2 separate regions of the Mus musculus genome follow, and region 2 is linked to region 1. Evidence: chromatin contacts called from public HiChIP or PLAC-seq data. All regions are on one chromosome and are shown on one strand. Each heading gives the region's core, a stretch centred on a gene start, on an enhancer-like site or on the middle of the called end of the contact. The rest is flanking DNA. Distances are from core to core; before and after follow the strand shown. Region 1 overlaps Kirrel3 (kirre like nephrin family adhesion molecule 3). Region 2 overlaps Dcps (decapping enzyme, scavenger).

What was found. HiChIP or PLAC-seq counts read pairs in DNA pulled down with a chosen protein or histone mark.
Region 2: a contact with region 1 is called in an HNF4G HiChIP or PLAC-seq map of pancreatic cancer cells. The contact joins two enhancer-like sites. A contact is called at or near these places in 3 of 39 promoter capture datasets (the C10 cell line and liver), 1 of 484 Hi-C or Micro-C datasets (pre-B cells) and 2 of 115 datasets of contacts at active chromatin or transcription factors (embryonic stem cells and pancreatic cancer cells).

Annotation. Positions count from the first base shown.
Region 1 is chr9:34,991,699-34,997,917 of GRCm38.p6, forward strand. The region is part of intron 5 of Kirrel3 (kirre like nephrin family adhesion molecule 3); the gene reads left to right. The region is part of intron 3 of Kirrel3os (a long non-coding RNA gene); the gene reads right to left. Among named protein-coding and RNA genes, the nearest start is that of Kirrel3os, 13 kb to the right of the region's middle. Within about 2 kb of position 2,348, at least 141 of the 459 cell types and tissues checked have an H3K27ac peak or open chromatin away from gene starts, as enhancers often do. A contact at or near this core is called in pancreatic cancer cells, where this site is marked.
Region 2 is chr9:35,133,254-35,139,428 of GRCm38.p6, forward strand. Dcps (decapping enzyme, scavenger) reads right to left here. Exons shown (of 6, transcript NM_027030.2): 3 at 3,091-3,236. Among named protein-coding and RNA genes, the nearest start is that of Gm24262, 8.3 kb to the right of the region's middle. Within about 2 kb of position 2,363, at least 43 of the 459 cell types and tissues checked have an H3K27ac peak or open chromatin away from gene starts, as enhancers often do. A contact at or near this core is called in pancreatic cancer cells, where this site is marked.

The DNA of each region.
Region 1 (6,219 bases), core at 1,098-3,597:
ATGCCAGTGCCTGGCAAATACAGAAGTGGATGCTCACAGTCATCTATAGGATGGAACACAGGGCCCCCAATGGAGGAGCTAGAGAAAGCATCCAAGGAACTGAAGGGGTCTGCAACCCTATAGGTGGAACAACAATATGAACTACCCAGTACCCCCAGAGCTCGTGTCTCTAGCTGCATATGTAGCAGAAGATGGCCTAGTCGGTCATCATTGGAAAAAGAGGCCCCTTGGTCTTGCAAACTTTATATGCCCTAGTACAGGGGAACACCAGGCCCAAGAAGTAGGAGTGGGTGGGTAGGGGAGCAGGACAGGGGGTGGGTATAGGGAACTTTTGGGATAGCATTTGAAATGTAAATAAAGAAAATATCTAATAAAAAATCTATTTGGAAAAAAATTTTAAATAAAATAAAAGAGGCCTAAGAAAGTCCCCTGTCCTTTTCACCATGTGAAGATGGAAGAGGACAGCCACTAACAAAAAGGCATCTGACCCTTGCCATACACTGGGTCAGTCTGCCCTGGTCTTGGGCTTCTTACCCTCAGGGACTATGAAAAAAAAAAAAATGAACTTCTGTGGTTGTGTTAAACAGCCTGGATGAATCAAGACTTGCTTCAGAAAATACAGAAAGTTAATGTTCCTGCCAAGTGTTGCACGGACCACGTACATGCTAACAAATTGTGCATTGTTCATCTGAAGTTCAAGGTTAATAGGTCATCCTGTGTTTTGATTTGCTAAATCCAGCCTGTTTTCCACTGCCGCTTGCTGAGATGTCTGGACAGAGACGAGGAAGGGCTAAATCTAAGCTTTGTACCTTGAAGTGCTTGCCTATAAGGCTGCTTTTCCTTAGCTCACACAGTAGCACCCTGAACTGGCCCCTGCTGTACCCCATTGCTTTGGTTTTTGTTTTTACATGTTTTGACAGCTTGCAGACTAATGGATCTTGGGATGTGAAGGCAGCCAGGTTAACTAGTTCTCCAAAAGAGTTAACAACTTACTATTTACTTTTCAGCTCATCTGGAATCCACAACCTATGCTTCCCTTTTTTCTCTGCCTTGTAGTCCAGAGCAGGATCCTCAGGACCAGCAACCAAAAATATCAGATCTCTCTACAGCCCAGAGCCCACCAAAGCTCATCAAGCTATCCATCCCTAAACCTGTGCAGCCCCTACCCTGCCTCATCCACCCCTTTCCCCACAAACCACAGCAAAGGTTCATCGCACACTCTCTGCTCCACTCCCAGTGGCCTGGTGTGGCATGGCTTACCATGTCCCCTCCTCTTGTGAACTGTGAATTACTACTATGGTCGTGGCTTCTACATGTGTTCATGAATACAGCCAGAAATAACCAGTGCCACATACCTCCCCAGACGACTTTTATGTCATTCCAGGTGTAGTTTACGTTCTGCTGAGACTTCCAGATGAAGGAAACCTTGGAAGTCCATTGGCCCTTTTTATCTAGGGACAGAAAACTGGGATCTTGAAGGGTGGTGCCTGGACTCAGTTGACTTCTAGCAAACTTAGAAAACCTAGGTTTTCATCTTTTGGGGGGGGGGCTCTCCCAGACAGGCTCAGATCCCTAAGGTCCCCCAAACACCACCAGATGCTATATCAGGATGCCAGGAAAAGCAGCCTCCTGGCTCTGCAGTTGGGCCATAACCTTCCAGGACCCTGACTTGGGGCCCTCAGTTTTAGAGGGTGACAAGGTACATGCTTGTTCTTTAGTTCTGATCCCCAGCTGGCTCCTCCCCATAGGTCCTTAACAGAAGAAATGTCTTTTCCATCAGCAGAGGATGTGAATAAAAGGCCATTCCTATTCTAAGGATGGTTCTGTCCCATCTCAAGTTGGCTCTGCTGCCAAAGGCCACAGATCAAAGCTTGGCGTTACCACCCAGATCCTGGGGCCAGATTCCCAAACAAATGGCTTCTCTTGGGCCTGAATCAACCCCAGGAACAATGCTTTCTCTTGGGAGATAAGTCTGCTGCTCACATCCTGGGTGGAGCCTCACTGTGAGGATGTCAAGAAAGGCCAAGGTCATCCAAGAGAGACTGGGAAGGAGTAGGGTGTTTCTACATTGGAGGTGCCTGTCCCGGGTCTTTCTGAAGATAGTCCAGCCTGACCCTCCCAGGATACAGAAGAGAAGAGGATACACCTCATCTAGTGAAGACGGGGTCAGGATCACCCTATGAGACCTATTCCAGGGTAGCATACTCAAAAGGCCACTCTCTCCCACACAAGGAAGACAGCTCAGCCAGCCTGGCACATTGCCTTTCTGGAAAGGAGACTGTGTGCCTTTCCTTGCCCAGTTCCACCCTTATTTGGACTGTCACAAGGAGAATGGCATCTGGGCCAGCTGCCAGACCCTGAAGGGCCATGCCAGGCCCGGTTCTCTGTAATACTAGGCAACTGATTTCCTGGGCTCAGTTTCCTCCTCTGAACATGAAAGAGCTGGAAGAAACACTCAGGAAGTGCTCCAGCTGTGACAGGCTGCAAACCCATGGACTGCACCTATCTTAATAGGAGGAGCAGCCTGGCCCAGGAGAACGATAGGACCCAAGCTGAGGGGCTGTCTGAGACTGACCCCCACTCCCCATCTCCTTCCAGGAGTTCAGTTCAGCCAGGCAGTTTCTTCTCCAGAACTGCAAAGACAAGGGTCATAAGCTAAATAGGACTTCTGACTTACTTACAAAGACAGAGTAGCTGGGACTACACAGTACACACACACACAACCACTCAGACAGGGTCCACAGGAAAGTCTCCAGAACTGGCAGCTTGGGATCTAAGGTCTTCAGGATTTGTCACATTGTGGTAGTTAAGCACACTGATACTGAAGCTGGGTGGCCTAAATTTGATTCCAGGCTCCACCACCCTCTAGCTATGGGATCTGAACTTAAATTGTCTGTGACCTCGTCTGTATGCTAGGAACATAGTTAGCACCCAGGTCCAAAGATGGCTGGGGCCATGAGCAAGAAACCTGTGTGGCAGGCTGAGCCTGCAGTAAATACAGCTGTTGGGACCATCATGGGTCCTCTGGGTCCTCACACCTGGCCACCTGCATTTTCTGGATGCTGTGGTAGTATCCAAACACAGTAGTCCACAGGGTCCTGCAGGCTGGCCTTCCAGCAAGTCATAATGTTGGCTCAATCTCTCCATCTCAATCTCCCCCAATGAGAAATGGGATTGATAACACCTGTTAGGGCTACCGCAGGACTCAAAAGAAGCCACACAGCAAAGTTCCTTGCAGAGCTGGTGAGATGACCTTGCATTTGCTGTCGAGCCTGACTACCTTAGCTCCTTCCCCAGGATAGAAAGAGAGAATTAATACCCACAAGTTGTCCTCTGACTCCCACATGCACACTATGACATGTGTGTGCACACACACAATACATAAACACACAAACAAATAAACAAATGTAAATAAAATAGATATCCTGTCCTGGGAATCCTGGGGGGCATCTGGTATTCTCCCTTGTTCCTCCTGTGCTTGACACAAGAATGGGTGTCACAGGGCATGCATCTGAAATGTCAGCAAATCTGCAACTCCAGGGAGGGAGGAACTGGTGATAGGAATGGGCTTAGCCCCAAGGTCAACCTTCCCTGGGGCACTCTTCCCAACCCTTCTGCAGCTTCCCGGGGGAGGGCGACTGACCTACTAAGGGCCAGAGATGCAGCCTTAACACAAACACACACACACACACACACACACCACTCACACCACTTCTTTGTTTTCTCCACCTCAAGCTCCCTACCTACTCAAGGGGCTGTCAACCTGCCACCCCCTTGTCCCTACTGGGCATATGCTAAGGTGAGTTCCAGAGACCTTGCCCAGGAAAGCAATGCTAGCTCACACGCCCCAGGCCCTCACGCTCTGTGGTATACTCTGACTACTCCAGTCACTCCATCACTTTGCATCCGATTTGTCAAATTTAGGGAGCCCGGAATCTCAACCCTATTCTATGTTATGTGATAGCCACCTGTGCTCACCTTATCTATGAAAGACATCTCTTCTAGCCCTAGGGCAGAAGGCTGAAGGCGTGGTCTCATGCAAATGACACAACAAAGACCCGTGTTATCCACAAATTCCTATTCAGCCCAAATAACAACATGGACCCCTCAAATGTCTATAAAAGGGGAAGCAGAGAGATGATTTAAAAAAAAAAAAAAAAGACAGCAGGTGGGGGAGGTGAGTGGGGAGGGAGAAGAGAAAAGGCCTTGTTGCCAGGCAATCAGGCCTGCTCAAGGCCTCTCCAGGCTGTTTGCATATCAATGAGCAGCCCGTATTTAGTACCAGAGTTGGGGCACCCACACATCCTGCCTTGCCTTCAGGCTGCCCATCTCTGAGGGCTCAGTCTGGCTTTCCACTGTGTACCAGACGCCCTGGGAGGGTTGGAAAGATCTGCCACCCACACTGGGCAGCAGCCCCGAGTGCACTCAGCCCCCACAGTGCAGCCTCACAGACCAGTGCTGAGAAAGCAGAGCGGTAAATGCCTCAGTGACCTCAGGAACGCATCGAATCATTGGCGTTGGGCACACAAACAGGAAGCTACACCAGAGCCAGTTCTGTTCAGAGGGGCACCGAAAGCCTCAGATAGTTTCTCAGAAACCCGTGAGAAAGTTCCTTCGATGCAGTGAGTGGGCCCATGAACACCCACAAACAGAAGTGGGCATGCGCATGCGCGCAGGAGAGAGGTAGAAATCCACTCTTGGAGAACTGAGCTCCAATACAAACTTGACCACTTGATGCTGTCAATGCAAAAACCACGGGTTTTATCTTAAAGGGAACAAGAGAGAGTTTATTTTTGGAGCCATTTTGAACAACCATGGCCCAGGAACATGGATTTAGGTTACTTACTCCAAGTTAAGTGTTCTAACGTGATGGACGCTTCATGACGTTTTTTAGAGTTTTACGGAACAAAGAAAGTCATAAGTCAAGCCAGGTTTAAAATATATTTGTGGGTACACCAGAGAGGCGGGTACAGAGAGATGGGGAAAGCTTCGCTATAGGCTCAAGATGCTACCTTGAACCTTGGGGTTGGTGGAAGCTAGTGGTGTGCTAATTTAATAGATTCCAAAAAAAAAAGAAGAAGAAGAAGAAGAAGAAGAAAAAGTATCTATTAGTCACAGGTTATTAGTTCTTCACACAGAGGGGCAAGGAATGGTTGTTCCAGAGGACTAAAACAAGCCCAAGATCAGCAATTAGCATCTGGACCTGCAATCTTCCAGTTTCTCCTTCTTACTGAAGTTCTAATTAGTTTATCAGTCTCTGCAGACACAGCTGGTTTTCAGGATTTTTGTTCACAGTGCCTATATAGTGTATATATGCCCAGCGCCTGACCCCTATCTATCCCAACATGGGCTGGATCACTGTAGATCCTCAGGGGTTGCCATCAAAACCACATGGATAAGCTTAGGGGACTGGTAGGCTGGAGTCTGATGCCACAATAGCACCCACCACCTCCAAGGAGGTAGTGAGTCAAGGAACTGTGGCACCATTATAATCTTGTCCCCCACCCTAACCACAGAGCTGATTTGTATGCTGGGGAAAGACTCAGTGCCTGAGGTGTGTCCCCAGAGACAAACTCGGTGAGAAGAGAGGAGAGAGGTGAAGGGTATAGGGATGAGAGATGAGAGAGTCGGGAAAGCAGGTCTCTGATGGAATCAGCAAATGATAAAATGTCCCACTTGGAAGACACCTTCAAGGCCACCAAGTCTCAAGGCCTCATTTGCATATGAGAAAAGTGATGGAGGAGACTTACAAAAGAAGAACAAAGCAAGAGATTCAAAACAGAAGAAATTCAAAACAGAATGAGGGAAGAGGACCGGTCCACTCGCCACTCAAAAGACAATACGCGGATAGTCTGTGGGAAGGAGTCACATGTAACCAAGGGTCAGCCCTGAAGAGCTGGAGGAGCCTCAGACACTGTCTTAAGGACATGGGTACATGAAAGAGCTTCTTTTATAGAGACAGAAAGGAGATACAGTGGGATAATGGGCACTGAGCAGGGACCAGCCTGGACATCCTGGATCTTTAGTCAAACATCTCAATTATCCTACAACGTAAACCGCATAGCTGATACACAGAACCAGAATAAGAATGGTATTAACAATTCTGGTGATCATCACAGTCTAGGTTCTATCGGGCTGAAAAAAAATCTTAATAATTTCTCACAGTTTTCTTTGGAATTTGGGGTACACAGCAAAGGAAAAGGAAACAAAAAAGAGCTT
Region 2 (6,175 bases), core at 1,113-3,612, 140 kb after region 1:
ATGGCAGGGAAAAATAAATGAAGAGCATAGATGTATTAAATGTACATGTGGGGCTGTCAAGACGGCTTATAGACAAGGGCACTTACTGCCAAGCTTGATGACTAAGTCTCATCCCCAGAGCACACAAGTAATCCTCTGAGCTACACCTGTGCACTATGGTGTGTGCATGTGTGCACACACATAGACATAAAATAAAACACAAAAAATAAAATGTCAAAACTTAAGAATAGAAAGCGTAAGCCCCAGTTTTAGTCCTTGAAGGGCCAGACAGAAGATACAAAATAGTCTGCTGCTGCTATTTTTAAGAATGTTTCCGGGCTGGTGAGATGGCTCAGTGGGTAAGAGCACCTGACTGCTCTTCCAAAGGTCCAGAGTTCAAATCCCAGCAACCACATGGTGGCTCACAACCATCCATAACAAGATCTGACGCCCTCTTCTGGTGTGTCTGAAGACAGCTACAGTGTACTTACATAAAATAATAAATCTTTAAAAAAAAAAAAAAAAAAAAAAGAATGTTTCCCACTGCCTGTGAACTTTCAGTCTTCTGAATACAATCCACAGATTTCCTCCCGGCCACTCAGGGCTGTCCTCACTGAGCCCTGAGTTACCAGTGCCTCGTCACATCAATACAACTTCTCTATAGTCCCTGGAACTCAGCACCCCTCTGTGACCCCAAGTCTGTACTGGTCCCTCTCACTGCATCACCACTATGCTCACATAGCCCACCAGTGGGCATGTGTCATTATCACAACTGTCTACCTGCATGTCCCTCTCCCCTGACAGTCTGTGGCCACTAGCAAGAGCTTGTCAGCTGGAGCCTCCTTAAAGCCCTGCACGGCAGATACTCAATCATACAGAGACGGCTGCCAGTTACTCGGGAAGCTTGTGTCAATCAGATCTGAAAGAAAGGAGTTCTGCTGAACTACGTTTGTTTACAAGAAGAACTGGGTAATGGTGCACAGTAAGGTAGTTACACGACTCATGTCAACTAGACGAGGGCCTCTCCTCTCGAATCCCAGATATGTACAAACAGCCCCACAGAACGCAAGTTCTAGAAGGTCCCTCTAGGATCCTCCACAGAAGTTATTTACGAATGTAGAGACACTTCCTTTCCACTCAGAAGACAGAACAAATACCCGTTTTGTTGTTGTTGTTGTTGTTTTTTCTTTTAAAGAAAGAGGGTGGGGATGTACAGATTCTGGTAGAATGCTTGCCTAGTATGAATAAGGCCCCATGTTTAATCCCTAATACCACATACACTGAGTGTGGAAATATACACCTGTGACCTTAGCATCTGGGAAAAGGGGCAGGAGGAGTAGAAAGATCTGAAGTTCAAGGTCATCTTCTGCTGCATAGTGAGTATGAGGCCAACCTGAGCTGTGTGAGGCCAACCTGAGCTACACGAGACTTTGTGTGGTTGTTACAGTTTTAAGTGTCAACTTGATACAACAAAAAAAATCACCTAGGCAGAGAGAGTGTCAATGAGGACTCGTCTAGAGCAGGTTGTGGGCATGCCTGTATGGCAGCTGTTTCTCAACCGCCTTGGAGGTTGAATGACCCTTTCAGGGGGGTCGCATATCAGCTATTTACAATTCACAATAGCAAAATTACTGTTATGAAGTATCAGCCAAGTAATGCTATGGCTGGGGGTTGGGGTGGGGGTCACCACAGCATGAGGGAGCATTAAAGGATCACAGCATTAGGAAGGTTGAGAACCACTGCTGTAGGGAACTGTCTTAAGTGATTTCACTGATGAATATGGGTGGGGCCCGCTCCCTGGGTTGGGGCCCTGGACTGAGCAAACGCTGAGAAAGCTGGCCGAGCAGTCAGCATGCAGGTACTCATCCTCTCCGCTCTTACCTGTGGGCGTGATGTGCCCGGTTGTCTCGGCTCCCGACACTGTGACTTCCCCAAAATGATGAGCTGTGGGGAACTGTGAAGCTGGAATTGTGAGCTAAAATAGCCCCACCCCAGGTCGCTTTATATCAGGATATTTTAATCATAGCAGCGGAAAGGAAACTAGGACACCTTGCCTTGATTTTTACAAAAGAGAGGAGAAAATAAAAGACCTTGATCCGAAGGAATCTGTGAGCAAACGCTGCTGGGGGGCGAGGTGGGGGGCACCGGCTGGACTGCCCGGTCTCAGCACATGGCCTCCCGAGTGGAACAACGTCTCCCGCCTCCTCACTTCTCTCCCTTACAACTGAGAGAACAGCAGCCTCCCACTTCTGAACTCAAGAGGAATGGCTGTGTATTCCCACCTAAGAATACTCTCTACCATGTACCCCTGAGTCTGGAAGGAGGATAAAAAGGGCCCAAAGAGAACGCCCGTGAGCGACAGTGGGGAGCCACTGAAGCCAGTGAGTGGGCAAGGAAGTGACTCATCAATATGCATCAATCATATTTAACTGTGAGTAGCCACATGGGGCTAATTCCAGGCAGAGGCTCTGGTTGGCACTGGGCCTAAACCCAAAGAACTGCCAGGATATCTGAGCTAAGCATCCTGTATCTGGCTCAGCCACATCACTCTGTCACCTTTGTATACACAGGTCTATACTAAACACACACTGGGGACGACAGAATACAGCCTGCTGTGGAACGAACACAAGGGGGACTGAGTGACAGGAAGTGTTCGCTCCAAGACTTGGCTCCTGCAGGCTGGATTGCTACAGGAAAGACTAGGGGGATAAGAGGCTGGATCAAGGTCATCTAGCCCAACAGAAGGCTTTTACCCACTCACAGATCTTTAGTGAGGACACAGTCAGAGGCTGTCCAGGGCTACTACAGAGCAGATAACATTTCCCCGGTGAGATGGACTTCTCAGAGAACATCAGTAGCAAGCCCCAGTACCTCATAAAGGGCAAAAGATCACAAAGCCTGCACTGACTGTCCTGAATAAAAGGGCAACCAGCCCACACCAGGCAGCTCTACCCCACAGAGTCCGTCTACACTCCTCTTTGCAGCCTCACAGTCACACAGACTGTCCAGGCCCTTGGGTATTTGTGTACTATTTCTGGGACGACCCCAACAGGGGCTTGCGAAAAGACAAACTAGCTTCAGGACAGTGTATGAGACTTGGCAGTCAGTCACCTGGATGCTAAGGCTCTGGGATTCCAGGTAGGGTAAGGTGATGGTCCTGTAGTCATCTCCAGTCTCTCGGATCAGGCGGAGGTCCTGACGCATGTATTTTTGCAGGTGTTTCTCTGTGGCAGGGTACACCACAGTTGTTTTTATATCTACAACAACACAGCACAGTCTGATTAGAAAGTAAGACCATTAAATTCACGAGGTAAGCAACATTCATGGCCAAAAAAAAAAAAAAAAAAAAAAAAAAAGCTTTTACTCTTGGTTCTCTGGCCCCTCATGATATTAAACACATGTTTCAGGCACAGTGAGTGACCAAAAGTTTCTCACTTCTTGTATGCGAATGGCTAGGCATGTGGCTTTCTGGATGCAAAGCAGGCAGTATAGCTTGAGTCTTAGTGGCTCCCTTAAGTAGCTTAGTGGCTCAGTGTGGACTCTGGAGCCAGGCTGTCTGGGCTTAAGGCCTACCCGTGCCTGCTTCTCACTCGCTCCGAGTAGGACTGTGGCTCCCAGTTGGGAATTTGGTCTAGTTACTTAACTTCTGTGTTACCATCTACCAAGTGAAGACAGCAACAGTTCTTATGTTATATATGAAGTGAGTCAGTTACCTGAGAAGCTCTTAGAGCAATGTCTGCTGCTTATAGAGCACTTCAGAAGTGCTGATGGGGTAAAGGCACATGATAACTTGAATTTAAACCCACATGGTAGATGGAGAAAACCAACTCTTGCAAGCTGGTCTCTGACCTCTGCACACACTGTGGTAACACAAATAAGCACACAACTCGTTAGATGTTGAATCCAGGTTTCTCGGGTAGCACCATCAATGACTCTGGCTTGGATGGCTCTATGGCGCAGTGTACTGTATCGTGTCTAATTCTGCAGTAGCCTAGCCTCAGCTTGGATGCTAGTGTCCCCTTCCTCTGGAACAATCAAATGTCTGTAGAGATTTCCAAACCATCCTTCGGAATGTTAAAAGTGTTTGAATTGTAAAGACTGTGGGATTTTTAAGCTTGTAAAATATTTTATATTGCAGTGTTATTAATCTGTGACCTTGAGGACAATCAAGAAAGGAGAGGCTATAGCTTAACAGTGGTGCGTGTGTCAAGTTGACAATGAGTCAATTGTGCTAGATAGTTTTCTAGCCTCAATTGAGAGAACACCTCCATAAGATCCAGCATTTTCGTAATTAGTGATTGATGGGGGAGGGTCAAAGTGATGCCACCCCTTGGCTGGTGGTCCTGGGTTCTCAAAGAAAGCAGGCTGAGCAAACCACAGGGCACAAGCCAGCAAGAAGAACCCCGTCGTGGCCTTTGCATCAGCTCCTGACTTCAAGTTCCTGCCCTATTTGAGTTTCTATCCTGACTTCCTCCCATGATCAACACTGCTGTGGAAGTTTAAGACAAATTATCCTTTTCCTCTCCAACTTGTTTTTGGTGATGGGTGTTTCAACAAAGCAATAGCAACCCTAACTAGGGCAGAATGTTTGTTTATTTGTGTGTCTGTCTAATTGATACACTTTCACTTTGTAGCCTAGGGCTGGCCTAGAAATCACTAAATAGATCAGGCTGGATTTGAACTTGTGGAGATCCTGCCTTTGTCTCCCAAGTGCTAGAATATCAGTTTTAATAATCAAGAAATCCTGAGCCCAGTGTGCGGGCTCACACTCTTAGTCTAAGCAGGCAAGATCTCTTGTGAGTTTGAGGCCAGTCTAGTGTACAGAGTGAGTTCCAGGGCAAGCCCAGACTGTTACACAGAGAAACCGTGTCTGGAGGGGTCGGGGAGAAATCCTATAATTTTCCTGAGCAGACTACATTCGAATGCTCTGGTCTAGCACCACCTGGCTATGGTTAGGTCACTACTGTCGATAACATGTGGCACAGCTGGTGCCTGAACAAAGGTTACTGGGGGAGGGAAGGATGGTGACCTGGTGTTGCAAAATCAGCTGGATGTTTCTAAAGAGCCCCACACGCTTTCTCTGTGGGACTCAGGTCCGATCATCCAGGGAATAACATTCCCTGAGACTTACATCAGCACCCAGCTGCGAACCAGCAGCCTGCACTTTCACACTGGCTCTGAGGATGCAGATGGTTCTCCTGTACTTGCGTGAATGAGAGGGAGAGCGGTGGGAATTCAGAGCTCATCCAGTGTGCTGCTGAGGACACAGCAGAGGCAAGACTGGAACAAAGGCCACTTTAGCTTGAAGTGGTCTTTCAAGATGGCAACCCAGTTCTTCTAAAGCTCGGTTGCCATATGCAGGTGACACACCAAGCACACACCCATTCCATCGCCTCTGAGACAGGGTGGCATGGTGGAGAGCCCCGAGTATGGGATCAGAGTAGCCAAATAGTTTACCTTTTCTGCTGGGTGACCCTGATCATATGGCCTCTTAGAGGCTCAGATTGTTCGACTGTTAAAAACGGTGAACACAAAAGCTGCCTCTCAGCTGCTGTTAGCATTGAGTAAAGCATGCCGTCTGGATCACCAGGGGAGTTAAGTCTCATTCTCTGGACCTGACCCTGGAAATAAGGCACAAGATCTTCACAACCTTCTGGAAAGAAACTCTTGCTTTTCACTCTTCACGACTCTCTAATAACCCATGGTCAGACACCAGGCACATGAATCTCAAGAGCCAAGAGACTTTGTAAAAGAGACTGAAGGGCACCCTGGACCTTTCCGGGGCCTTGAGGAAAATGACATAACATCTGTAGTGCAAGGTAGAGGATGAGAATAGAAGTTTGGGCCGAGTAGCCTGGGTACAACCCCGGAGTCTGCATCCACTGGCTGTGTGATCAAGGGCAAGCGGCCAACCCTCTCTGTTGCTCAATTTCTCTCACCTATATAACTGACGGTGATAACGGCACTATGCTGGCAGTGTTGGTATGAGAACTACACCAGCCAGCGGGTGGGAGACATTCAGGAACTTTCTCACACACCGAGAGAGAGAGAGAGAGAGAGAGAGAGAGAGAGAGAGAGAGAGAGAGAGAGAGAGAGAGAGAGAGAGAGAGAGAGATATGGGCCTTGGCAAGGGAACTCTCTCAGAGTTGGGGAGAGATCCTGGAACAAAGAGGAGGTTGACACTGGAAAACAGCCT